2 separate regions of the Mus musculus genome follow, and region 1 is linked to region 2. Evidence: chromatin contacts called from public Hi-C data. All regions are on one chromosome and are shown on one strand. Each heading gives the region's core, a stretch centred on a gene start, on an enhancer-like site or on the middle of the called end of the contact. The rest is flanking DNA. Distances are from core to core; before and after follow the strand shown.

Evidence for each region. A called contact is a pair of places that touch in the nucleus more often than the background predicts.
Region 1: a contact with region 2 is called in a Hi-C map of pre-B cells, with 9 times the contacts expected there. The contact joins two enhancer-like sites. A contact is called at or near these places in 1 of 484 Hi-C or Micro-C datasets (pre-B cells) and 1 of 115 datasets of contacts at active chromatin or transcription factors (pancreatic cancer cells).

The regions. Positions count from the first base shown.
Region 1 is chr2:164,518,476-164,525,427 of GRCm38.p6, reverse strand. No RefSeq gene overlaps it. Among named protein-coding and RNA genes, the nearest start is that of Pigt, 24 kb to the right of the region's middle. Within about 2 kb of position 2,912, at least 218 of the 459 cell types and tissues checked have an H3K27ac peak or open chromatin away from gene starts, as enhancers often do. A contact at or near this core is called in pancreatic cancer cells and pre-B cells, where this site is marked.
Region 2 is chr2:163,591,670-163,598,018 of GRCm38.p6, reverse strand. No RefSeq gene overlaps it. Among named protein-coding and RNA genes, the nearest start is that of Ttpal, 7.5 kb to the left of the region's middle. Within about 2 kb of position 1,993, at least 49 of the 459 cell types and tissues checked have an H3K27ac peak or open chromatin away from gene starts, as enhancers often do. A contact at or near this core is called in pancreatic cancer cells and pre-B cells, where this site is marked.

The sequences.
Region 1 (6,952 bases), core at 1,663-4,162, 930 kb before region 2:
CTGCCGTCCACCCTGACGAGGAGTCTGCCTTTGAGCCTGAACTATAGCTGCCGCTAACCCCTGGTTGGTCAGTGGAGTGTCCACCACATCTCGGCAAACCTTTAGCCATACATCCAGTGGTTTGCTCCTATAAGGGTGTATGGCGTCTCTGCAGGGCTTAATGACCTGCTCATAGGCTAATTGCTTGACCAGTGGCATTGCAGCATCAACATCCGGAAATACTCTCCCGGATGTCTCCACTAGTCGTGCTAGGAAGTCTGCAAACTTCTCATTGGGTACCTGTATCACCTTAGACAAGCTGGCCCCAAGGTCTCCAGTGCCTGATAGCATCTTCCAAGCTCTAAGAGCACAGTTATTAATCTGCTCATAAACCTGTATAGGATAACCTGTTTGACTGTTGGCAAAATTCCCTTGCCCCATTAACATGTTTATATTCCAGGCTGCATTGGGAAGTCCAGGGGCAGCATTAGCCACAGCCTGCTCAATGGCATGCTCAATATAAGCAGTCTTCCATGTTAAATAACCTCCTCCCAAAAGAACGGCTTTGCAGAGGTTCTGCCAATCAAAAGATATCATACAGTACCGCTGTAGGGACTCAAGCTGAGTTACAGTAAAGGCAGCCTGGACCCCATAAGTCGAAACTGACTCCTTCAATCTTTGTACAACCTTCCAATCCAGGGGTTCATGATACCGTTGCCCCTGTTGGTCCTGAAATACTGGGAAGGCCCCCGCAAATGGCAGGCACATTTTTCCAGACGTTTACATGAAGACTACGCTTTCCCCTTTTGTCTCCCTCATCTTTATAGGGGAGAGGAGAAGGCAATGGAGGGGCTGATGGTTCGGGCGACCTACTGTGCCTCAAACTCCAGCGGAACATCCGACTATAGACATCACTGTCACCATCAGTCCCGTCGCTGTCACTAGTAGGCCCTTCAGAGCTAGATTCCTTTTTCTCTTTCTTATCTTTGTTTTGTTGTCTAAGCTGTTTAGGTTTTCGGCGGCTAGCCTGAGGTGCAATCTCCTTAGCCTCCTCAAGTGCAGCTGCTCCTTCCTCTATTTCAGCATTGTACTTTCCACTGGCATCCCTCAAGCACGCCCTGACCAAGTTCCAGATGACTAACATTTTTACTTTCATTTTAGTCGCAGTTGAACCCATATCATTTAAATTCCCTCTGTCTCTATATCTGAGATCCTTAGTGCTCCGTCCCCTTTTTTCCGGGGAACCTGTCAGGCCTATGCTTTCTTTACCTACCGCTGCTTACCAAAATTTCCTTACTGCTGCTTACCAAAATTTCCCCGTGCTGAAATTCCCTTTGTCTCTATATCTGAGATCCTTAATGCTTCGTCCCTCCCGCCCCACCCCCACCCCCGGGAACTTGACAGACCTGTGCTTTCTTTAATTCCCTTCGTCTGTATTCCTGAGAACCTTAATGCTCCATCCCCTTTTTTCTGGGAAGCCTGTCTTTACTTACCGCTGCTTACCAAGATTTCCTTACCGCTGCTCTTACCAAAATTTTCCTACCGCTGCTCTTACCAAAAACTTCAAAGGCTTCTTTACTTACCATTGTTGCTGACCAACACGATGAGTTCCCTGTACGGGCCACCACTTGCCACTGTCTCTGACCCACAGAGATAAGAACGACACAGACACCAAGGCGGGTTCACGCAGCAACTTCTTTACTTGGTGCTTTTCCCCTTACAGCTCTTTCCCCAGCAGCCTCTTCTACTCCTCCTTCTTGCAGCAAGGGCTATTCTCCTATACTCACGGCAACTGACCTCATCTTGCTCCACACCACCTCATCCAATCAGAATCACACACACACCAGGCACGAGCTCAGGTAGGTCACAGATAGGCTGACAGATCCGGATCACGAGGAATATGCATGCTTTTTCACTGCGCATGCTCAGGCAAGGCAGTAAACATGCGGGGTTCACGGGGTCTGGCAATGGGCCAGAGTGCCATCTTGGCCCATGCAGCCGCACCTGCTTCCCACACTGAACAACTTGGGCTTGACTCCCATGGCACACAGTGAAAGGAGAATGAATCTTCTGTAGCCTTTGCTACTTTATGGGTTCTTCTTTCTTTCACCCTTCACCCCTTTCCCACCCTTTCAACTCCTTAACACTAGAGGGGAGAGAAAACAGGATAGAAGAAAAAGGGTGTGATGTTACCATTAGACTACTTCCTGCTGATTGGGATGTGGAGTTCCTTGGAGGAAGTTTCATCCTTGCCCTCAGGATATCCGATTTCTTCTTTCTTTTTCTTTGTGTATGACTACTTAACAAACTGAGACCAACAACAACCATAAGCAACCAACCAACAACCCACCACCCCACCTACTGGGGCTCTAGAATTCCAAATATCACACAATTGCAGAAACTATCTACAGTTGGAAAAATTCTGCCCTTGCTAGAGCACGAGGCAAATCACAATCAGCTGCTGTGGACAGTCTGGAAAAAAAAAATTGCCACTACAACGTTCAGAGTTGTGCTTTACAATGCACATGCATTCACATTGCACAGGCATACACACGAGTGATAGGTTTTTAAAAAGCGAATAAGTACTTATAGAACACAGACATGACACAGCCTTAGCAGATCGATACTTTTAAAGGAACAGTTATTGCCTTGGGGAAATGGTTGCCATGAATTTTGAAGATGTCCTATTTTTGTAAGGACTGAAATCCATGCTTTTTATGAGATTGTGGCTTTGGGACTTCTGTCATCATTAGGTTCCACTTTTAAATAAAGTCACACCAAAGAAAACTGTTCCAGGCAGGTCCCTGGATTTAGAGTACCGAACCCCATTCTCAGCTTGCTCACTAGCTCCTTCCCACGGCTCCTGTAGTGCTGGGATTAAAGGCGTGTGCCACCATGCACGGCCAAAGGCTCCACCCCACAGCCCAAGGGCTCAGGAAGCAGCTGGAAACCGCCAGACTCTTCTAAGACTCTTCTCAGTCTCTGAGGTAGTGGCCGCCACACAGTTCTGCCGCCTTGGGTGATGAAAACTGAGCCACTGGCAAGCCAGATGCTTTTACGAGGTACCACTGTGAGTACCAGGGGCTAGTCTTAGTTTTGACTATTGAGTATTTAAAAGTTGGGGTTCCACAAGCCATCTCAGGTTGATAATCCCCTTGCTGAATTCAGGAAGGCACTTCGCTCAGTGTCTAGGTTACAATTAGAGGACACAACTCTAAAAGAGTCCAGATGTAGAGACGCACGGGGCAAGGGAGCTCCCACGGTGTCTCCAGGGAGCGCCTCCCTCCAACCACAGGGTTGTGTTTGCCAACCTGGAGGTTTTCCAAACCCACAAGCTAGGGGCTTTACTGAGGTTTTGTTACGTAGGTATGACTGCGTCCCTCATTGGCTATTGGTAATTGAACTCCATCTCAGGAGTCCAGGGCTTCTTTGGAGATTATGAAGGGCGGGGTTGAAATTGCTAAAGCTTTAACCACCTGTCTGCGGGTTTTCAGCAACCAGCCCACATCCGGAGGCTCTTCAGCTCCAGCTTTGAGTCATCTCATTAGCATATGCAAACCAGTAAATGCGGCGAGTCCCTGGAGAACCTTTCTGGGAACTGGTGACAGAGCTCGAATATTTGTTTTTCTTCTCTTTTGTTTTGTTTTATTTTCTATCATACCACAGTGAGGTTCAAGGGAGGGACTGCAGCCAGGGAAGGGCAGCGACAAAGAATACAGACAGCCTCGGATGGAAGCTGGGGGTCCTCCTAGGCTTTCTGAGGAGTGCTTGATTAGATAAACTTCTTAGAGTCCTGAAGTGTCCTTAGAGCTAAAACTTCTTGATTCTCCAGGAAAAGTCCAGGGAGAACCTGGAACTGGTGGTACACACTTAAGAGTCTCAGCCTTTGGGAGACTAAAGCAAGCAGGGTTGCAGGCCTCTCCAGCCTAGGCTACAGAGAAAGAATACACTTCAAAGTTAATTGATGGATGGGTTAAATATTTAAAAGTTTAAATATCCAGATAGAGCTTGACTCTCCCCAAGCTCTCCCCTTGCCTCCTGAGTCCAAGAAGCATCCTCGTTTCTATTATTCATTTCATTTATTTATTTTAATTAATTAATTTTTAATTTTACATCCCGATTTCAGCTTCCCCTCCTTCCCCTGTCTCCTACGAAACTCCCAGGAATCTATGGGGGTGGGGGGCTCATATCAATAGGGGATATGGAACCTGAAACAGCCATTTCCTGTAGCCACGCATGACTTCCACTGGATGGTGGGGACACCAACCCACCCACGAAACCTTTGGCCTACAGTTTGTCCTGCCTACAAGATGTGCATGGATAAAGAGTGAGCAGAGATTGCAGGATCAGCCCAGGAGAGAAGCACCCTTATTTTTCTGACCACAGAGGTGAGCCATGGGTTGCTGGTGTCACCCTTCCCGGCCACTAGGGTGAGCAAAAGGACAAGAACTGATGCAGCGTCAGAGCAGAAGCAAGCCTTGTTCCTGACCTGGCCAGGCTCTTGTGTGGCCAGAGGGCTGACAAGACTTTCCAAACTTAAGCTGAGGGGAACTGGTGTGACTGGGGAGGAGTGAGGAAGGAGAGGAGGCAGGGTCACATCTGTTGCCTGGCTCTTCATTGGCTCAGGCTTCTGGCTGCTGGGGTCAAAAGGCTCAGCAGAAGCACTTACTTCACAGATGTGTAAGAGTCCTCTGAGGTCTCTTTCCATGCAGGTTCTGACCTTGCAGATGTGGGCATGGAGGCACTTGCCTTTAATTCTAGCACTCGGGAGGCAGCAGCAGGCAGATCTCTGAGTTTAAGGTTAGCCTGGTCTACAGAGCAAGTTCCAAGACAGCCTGGGCTACATAAAGAAACCTTGTCTCAGGGGGAGGAAGAAGAGCAAGAGGAGAAGAAAGAAAGAAAGAAAGAAAGAAAGAAAGAAAGAAAGAAAGAAAGAAAGAAAGAAAGAAAGAAAGAAAGGAAGGAAGGAAGGAAGGAAGAAAGAAGGAAAGAAAGAGAAAGGAAAGAAAAGAAAGAAAGAGAGATAGAGAGAAGAAAAGAAGAAAGAAAGAAAGAAAGAAAGAAAGAAAGAAAGAAAGAAAGAAAGAAAGAAAGAAAGAAAGAAAGAAAGAAAGAAAGAAAATCTGGGCGTGGTGGTGCACGCCTTTAATCCCAGCACTCAGGAGGCAGAGGCAGAGGCAGGCAGATTTCTGAGTTTGAGGCCAGCCTGATCTACAAAGTGAGTTCCAGAACAGCTAGAGCTATACAGAGAAACCCTGTCTCGAAGAAAAAAAAAGGGAGAACGAAATAGAGAGAGAGAAAGGAAGAAAAAAGAAAGAAAGAAAGAAAGAAAGAAAGAAAGAAAGAAAGAAAGAAAGAGCGAGCAAGCTGGGCGGTGGTGGTGCACGCCTTTAATCCCAGCACTTGGGAGGCAGAGGCAGGTGTATTTCTGAGTTTGAGGCCAGCCTGGTCTACAGAGTGAGTTCTAGGACAGCCAGGACTACACAGAGAAACCCTGTCTCGAGAAACCAAAAAAAAAAAAAAAAAAAAAAAAGAAAGAAAGAAAGGAAGGAAGGAAGGAAGGAAGGAAGGAAGAAAATTACCTTATTATAGAGCCAACAATACAGATTTGGGATACCCCAAACTCCATGATCCAACTGTTACAAGGCAAGCCCACCAGAGACTACCATATGGACACTCTTTTTTAAAGATTTATTTTATGTATATGAGTACACTGTAGCTGTACTGATGGTTGTGAGCCACCATGTGGTTGCTGGGATTTGAACTCAGGACCTTCAGAAGAACAGTCAGTGCTCTTAATTGTTGAGCCATCCCTCCAGCCCCCATATGGACACTCTTAAAGCTGAAAAGTAGTCTTTATTGCTGGCTGGCAGCTGCACAAACCACTTGCCCAAACCATGCAGCCCGACTCTAACAGCCCTTGCTGGGTCTTTTATGCACAACATTACATCATCCAGGTTGTCACACTTCAGCCAGCCAGAAAGCAAGGTTAGTTCTTTTAGGGACTTTTCTGAACAATGAGCCAGGTCTTTGATGGATTAGGTCTTTGTTCCGACTTTGGCAGGTTTGGGAGGCCTATGTGCTAGGTTTTAAGATCAGTATGGCGCCTCTACTATGGTGTCAGTTGTGCTAAGTTCTGGGGGCCAGTCACAGAATGTGGTAACCGTCCGATGACGTTTTTATAGCAACAGAACAAACAAAGTCATAAATCAAAGCACTTGCAAAGGCATTGGTAAGAACACTAGGTAAGGGGGTCACGGCAAAGCAGGGGAAACCACATAGGCCTCAGATGCTATCAGCTGCCATTCTTTGCCCTTTGGTTGGTTGGAAGCTAAGGTAGAGATCTATTCATACATTCCAAAGGATTTACCTAATGGTCACAAAGTTGTTAAGTCATATGCAGAGGAGTATAATGAACGGCCATAAAGGGAGCAAAAAGATGCCCCAGGATAGCTTGATTCTGGACTCGCCACATTCCAACTGCTCCACATCACTGCGGCTCTGAGCAGCTCATCAGCCTTGCAGAAGGCTCCAAGGAACGTGCAGTTCTTTCCAGGAACTGTCATTCACAGTATTAAAAAAAAAAATGGTAGATAAGACAGCCCAAGTGGTCAGTCACAGTGGGGTTGCCACTGTGAGCTGAGCATTCTGGGTCACTCTGGGAAATGTAACTTCTTTCTCTTCTCCCAAAGTCTGGCCCTGCCTTCCTTGGGTTTCCTCGCTGTTTCTCTGAAGCTACCCCCCACCCCCACCTCCATCCAGGAGGTTGCTTTCAAGCCCTGTGATTTTTTTCTTTCCTCCATCTCCCTCCTCTGGGCAGCTGCCAAGGTTTACAGCTTGCTTGCCTGGTGTTCGTCTCAAACGCGAATAAAAATTGTCCTGGAGCTTTAGAAAGAAAGAGAAAAGACAGTCAAGTGGACCTGGAGTCTTGGCAGATTAGTGTCTTGGGGCCTGAGCCTCTGAGCTTACAAAA
Region 2 (6,349 bases), core at 744-3,243:
TATCATACCTCCAAGGTGGTTACAGTTATGACTGTTATGCTTGTCTTGACATTTTTAAAAAGATTTTTTTATTTTTATGTTCTGCCTGTGGGTGTTTTGCCTGCATGTATGCCCATGCAGCACCCTCAGAGGCCAGAAGGTGGCACTGGGTTTCCTGGAGCTGGAGATGTAGATGATTGACAGCTACCACGTGGGTGCTGGTAGATCCCAGGTCTTCTAGAAGAGCAGCAGGTGCTTTTCATTCTTGAGCCTTCTCTTTAAGCTCCAAATGTAACGTGAATTTCTGGATCCATTTTGGTTTTTTTTTTTTTTTTGGTTTTTCGAGACAGGGTTTCTCTGTGTAGCCCTGGCTGTCCTGGCACTCACTTTGTAGACCATCCCGAGTGCTGGGATTAAAGGTGTGCGCCACCACGCCCGGCTCCATTTTGGTTTTTTAAATCAAGTTTTTAAAAAGTTAAAGTCAAACTGCTTACCTCTCTAAGTACATGTGTACATTTGCACGCGAATGCGTGTGTGTGTGTGTGTGTGTGTGTTTGTGCGTGCATGCGTGTGTGCACTCAGGTGGTGTGGTTTCTGGTAGAAGTAGACACATAGTAGGCACTCACTAAATCAGTCCCCCTGACTCACCAGAAACACTTAGCTCTATGGTTGTGGAAACATTACCAGCATGGTTAGAAATAAATGCTCAGTGCTTCCCAGGGCCTACTGTCTGCCAGCCATGGGTCCCAGATCATCTAGGACAGTGGGCCCCTCACAATGCTCATATCTTTCATTTCCATTTTTACAAGGCTCAAAGAAACTACATGTGACCACAAGCAGCTGATAAAGTATTTTGGGGTTTTGTTTTGTTTTGTTGTTACTTGTTTTAAAACTTACATTCATTCATTCATTCATTCATTGTGTATCTGTGTGTGTGTGTGATATGTGTGTTCAAGTGGCATATGGTACACATGTAGAAGCCAGAGATAAACTTTTTAGCAAATGGGCTCTCTCTCTCTCTTCCTTGTACGTCCTGAGGATCAAACTCAGGCCACCAGACTTGGCTGCAAGCCCCTCCTCCGGCTGAGCAGCTAACTGTGTCACCAACTGTTCAAATGTCTCCCCTCTCTGAGCGTCTGTTAACTGAGGTTCTCAGGAAGAAGTGGGGCCTCCTTTATTAGCGCAATTGTTTGAGGAGCTGCAGATTGAACTAGGGCCTCTTGTACGCTGTGCCCACACTTTGTTAGGTTTGGCATTCAGTGAGTGCTATTTGCAGTAATAACTTCCCTTACTGGGCACCTGCCCCTATGGGTTCTCTTGGGGAGGGGAGCAGGCTGGAGCTCTGAGAGGCAGAGGAACCTGCCCGAGTTACAAAACAAGCAAATGGCCGTGAGGGGTTGGGCGCTAGAGTTGTGGGATGAGGAGGACTCACTCTAATTCTTGGGATTCTAAGGAACAAAACATCCCATGCGCTTCAACAATCTCTCTTGCTGGGGCTGACTTACTCTGAGGTCAACAGTTGCCCAATTAGTGGTTTGGAGCCCAGCTTGGCTGGAAAAATGTCCAAACCTGGGCTGGGGGAAGCCGGAGGCTTGGCAAGCACAAGAGAGATCTCTGACTTCAATCATAGGGTCGTGTGAAGCCTGTGACCCCCTGGCCTGGCATGCCTCAAGTGCCAGAGTCTTCTTTCTCTGCATGCCACCTTCTGCTCAAGAGCCCAGGCTCAGGCCCTAGAAGGAAGGATCCGGGTCTTTGAATGGGTTTGGCCGGGTAGATTTCCCAGAAGAGGTCAGAACCAGCTGTGTTTTTGTGGTCACACATTGATCTTCCTGAGTCAGCACGGCTGCTTGGAGGGACAGGATGTCCTGTCTGTTCCCAGGGGCTTTGGATCCTAGCCAGACTGAATATTTTCCAAAACATGTCCTGAAACGGAGATGCGGCAGGGATAGGAGATATCCCACCCCTTCTCCATCAATGCCAGCCCAGACACTCACCTCTCCTTCTAGTACAGCGCCTGGACCTAGTTCTGACCACACACCTGGCACTGTGCTATTCTCTCTGTACTCTACTAACTCAACAGAGCACAGTGGAACAGCCTCAGATCCGAATTCCATATGGCAGCTGGGCAAACAGACTCAGAGACAAGTGTCCATCATCTTGGCATTCAGAAGGCTGAGGCAGGAAGACCTCAAATTTGAAGCCAGCCTGAGCTATATAGGGAGTTACAAGGCCAGCTTGGGGTTACACTGTGACAGTGAAATCCTGTTGAAATGAGGGAAGAGAAAGGAAAAGGGGAAGGGAAAAATCAGAGAGATCAGGCGGCTTATAAATGGTCTCACAGAGAAGGAATTGCAGGGCTGTGCTGAGAGGTCTCTCGTGTCAGATCTGAGGATGCTCTGTAAATTCACCAGGTCGAACACACCATCACAACCAGCCCAATGAATACAGATGACTAGTTCCTGAAGAAACGTGAAAAGTGAGGTTCCGGAAGATGGAAGTGACTTGTACAAAGTTGGAGAAAGCTCCCCTGGGGTAGCCAGCAGGTTTTTTTTCAAGGGTACAGGGCCAAACTCTCCACTGCTGAGATCTGGTTATGAGCAACAGAAGCCCCTCCCCTTCCTACGATTCCTGTGTTTACCCAAGGGCTTCCTGGGGTGAGAGGAGGGAAGGGAGGGGAGAGCAGCCATCTCCTGGGGAGGACAGAAGCAGAGAGGAGCTGTTTGGAAAGCTTAAGTATGGGAGTTCAATGCTGGGACAGCTAGGGCTGAGAGGAATGGGCTGCTGCCTGACATTGGAAAGTGCCTGCATCTGTCAAGGTCAGCCCACCCTCAGGGACAGTGTACTTGCAGTTTCCCACATGCCAGCGTGGGCAGTGACTGCCTACAAGAAGGACACTGCTTGGCTCTGATAACTAAAAGATTCCTGGAGGGAGGGAGAAGGTAGACAGCAAGACACAGGATGGGACTAGACCAGACTGGCCTAGAACTCACTCACAGAAATCCTTGGTCTCCTGAGTGCTGAGACCAAAGGCATGTGCCACCACTGCCCAGCTTCAGAATACATTTTTTAAAAAAGGGATTTTAGGTGTGGGCTGGGAAGATGCCGCCATTGGCTAAGTGCTCACTATGCCAACATGAAGACCTGAGTTTGCATTTCCAGCACCTACATAGTACAATACAATACAAAATGAAACGAAACAAAACAAAAATCGAGGGTTGGAGAGAGAGTTCTACAATTAAGAGCACGTGTTGCTCATACAGAAGATACAGGTTCCCTTCCCACCACCTATGTGGAGCTCACAACTGTCTGTAACTCCAGTTTTAGCGGCTCTGATGTCCTCTCTGGGCCTCCATGGGCACAGTGCACAGACACTCATGCAAGCAAAACACCGATACAACAAACATAACAAACAAAAGCCAGGCGAGGTAGTGTGCAGCTGTAACCCTGTGCAGTGGAGGCAGAGACAGGGGGTTCCAAGGGCTTGGTGACTTTGAATTAAGCACTTTCTGACCCACTATGTTAACTACATAGGAGGTCCCCAAAGTTCATCATAGTAGGGAAAAGGAGAAGATAATGAAATAACATGCATTCTGCATGTCGCCTGAAACACTGAGGAAAAGCAGATACACACATCTCTGTGTGGTTGCCAAGAACTAACTGTAGTTATTACCATATGATTTGGTTTGGTTTTGGTTTTGAGACATGGTCTCATTACGGAACCCAGGCTGATCTTGGACTGTTAAGCCTCCTGCCTCCACTCCCCAAATGCTGGACTAGCAGATGTAAGCTACTGTGCTGATTGTTAAGGTGAAAGTATTTTGAAGGCCAGGTAATATCACCTTGACACTGTTGTGGCAGTGCCTAAAAAGCCAGATCACATTTGCCTTGGCACCTGAATCCAGAGCGGGTAGAATGGTTCCCGGCTGAGTTTTCTCTGACACCTTCTCGGAGAGTACCGTGGCAAGGCTGGGGTTGGACTTAGGACCCATCGGGTTAGTGTAGGTTTGATTTTTTTTTTTTTTTTAATGTAACCTTGCGACAAAAGAAAAGCAAAGAATTGCCCTTTGGAATCAAGATCTCAAGCTTGTAAATTGTTGTAGTCATTATGAAAATCAGTATGCAGGTTCCTCAAAATACTAAAAATAGATCTCCCACATCATCCAGCTACAGTGCTCCTGGATATCTATCCTGAGGAAGCTATGTCAGCATTCCAGAAAGCTATACAAGTTTATTGATGCCGGTGCACTATAGCCAAGATATGGAACTAGCCTGGGCACGCAGCAACAGATGAAGGGATAAAGGAAAGGTCGCATAAATATACCATGGAATTGTATTCCAATGTAAAGAATAATGAAAAGATAACCTTGACTTTCTGATCGCCTCTTGATTGCTGGAATCACAGGCATGTGCCACTGTGTCCCATTTTATGGGATACTGGAGATCAAAACCTGTGCTCCCTGCAGGCTAGGTGAGGACTGTACTAACTGAGCTACATCCTCAGCCCTGAGTTCCTCCAGGCAGCCCATGCTGTGATCCCTGCTCCAGGGAAGTTGGAGATAGGATCAGAGGGCCAAGGCCATCCTTAGCTACATGTCCAGTACAAGGACAGCCTGGGCTACAGGAAACTTTGTTTCAAAGAAATAAAAAACCCAAATGACAAAAAAGAGCTCCTTCCCCCAAAAGAATAAAATTAGGTCATTTGTAGAAAAATGGATGGAATTCGAGACCCTCACAGTAAGTGAAAAGACTGGGAAAGACAAAGAGCATACGCTTTTTTAAAATGTGGGATACACATTTAAATATAATTAGCATACTATATAGTGTGTATGGGACATGAAAGAAGAGAGAGGAAGGAGGAATGGGAGGGGCTAAAGAGATGGCTCAGTGGCTAAGAGCACCAGCTCCCAGCACCTACATGGCAATGCACTACCATCTGTAAGCCCAATTCTAGGGGATCTTTTGAACTCTGGGCACCAGGCACACATGTGGTACACAGACATATATGCAGGCAAAACACCCATAAACATAAATAGGAAAGAGAAAAGAAAACATCACTTTTTCTCTTCTTTTATCATTTAGATTTATTTATTTTATATGAGTGCTCTATCTGCATGTACATCTGCAGGCTAGAAGAGGGCATTGGATCCCATTACAGATGGTTGTGAGCCACCATGTGGTTGCTGGGAATTGAACTCAGGACCTCTGGAAGAGCAGTCAGTGCTCTTAACCACTGAGCCATCTCTCTGGCCCCAAAATATTGTTTTTTGTTTTTTGTTAAATATAGAGTCTAGACTTAACTACATATATGCAAGCAATAAGACATGAAAGTAGGAGAATTATCCAGGTGGGGTGAAAAGAGATGGGGGAGTGAGAAGGAGGGAGAAGAGGAGCGGTGGCCCAGTCAAAGCACAATGATATATAATATATAACATATAATATATAATAATATACAGTGATATAATATATCACATATGATATATACTATATAACAGGTATATGACATATATATAATATGATACAATATATATGATAATATAATACATGATAATATAATACATATGTATATATATGATAATATAATACAATATATATATGAAAAATCACAATGAAATTCACCAAATTGTGCATACTACACATTTTTTCAGAGAAAGACTATAGGTTTGGGTGAAAATAGTAGCTTTTGCTGTCCCCAGGGTGTAATGACAAAATGTGAACACTTGGGGGCACTCCAGCTAATCTTCAATAGAGAGATGGTGACATGTTTGATAATTTAAAAAAATATGGAGGGGCCAGCAGGATGGCTCAGCAGGTAAGGGCACTTGCCAGTCAAGCCTGAGGACTTGGGCTTAGTACCTGGAACACTCGAGACACAAGAATAGAACTAACTCCTGAAAGCTGTCCTTTGACCTCCATTCCCAAGTGTACTACCCCAAATAAATACATTTTAAAAAAAAAAATCACTAATCCCAGCGCTTGGGAGGCAAAGGCAGGCAGATTTCTGAGTTCAAGGCCAGCCTGGTCTACAGAGTGAGTTCCAGGACAGCCATGGCTACACAGAGAAACCCTGTCTCAAACAAAACAAAACAAACAAAACAAAACAAACACTAAACCAAAATCACTGTCATTGTCACAACCTGAACTCTTCCTGTGAAGTTCTAAGCTGTGTTCAGAGGGTCATGAGTCAGGGGATCTTTGGTTTGTTTCATTGTTGTTTGTTTTTGTTTCTGAAACAGAGTCTCACTGTGTAACTCTGTCTGTCCTAGAACTCCTTATGCAGGCTAAACTGGCCTCAAACTCACAGAAAGCCACCTGCCTTTGCCTTCTGAGTGCTGGGATTATAGGCATGCACCATTATACCTGGCCACCTTCT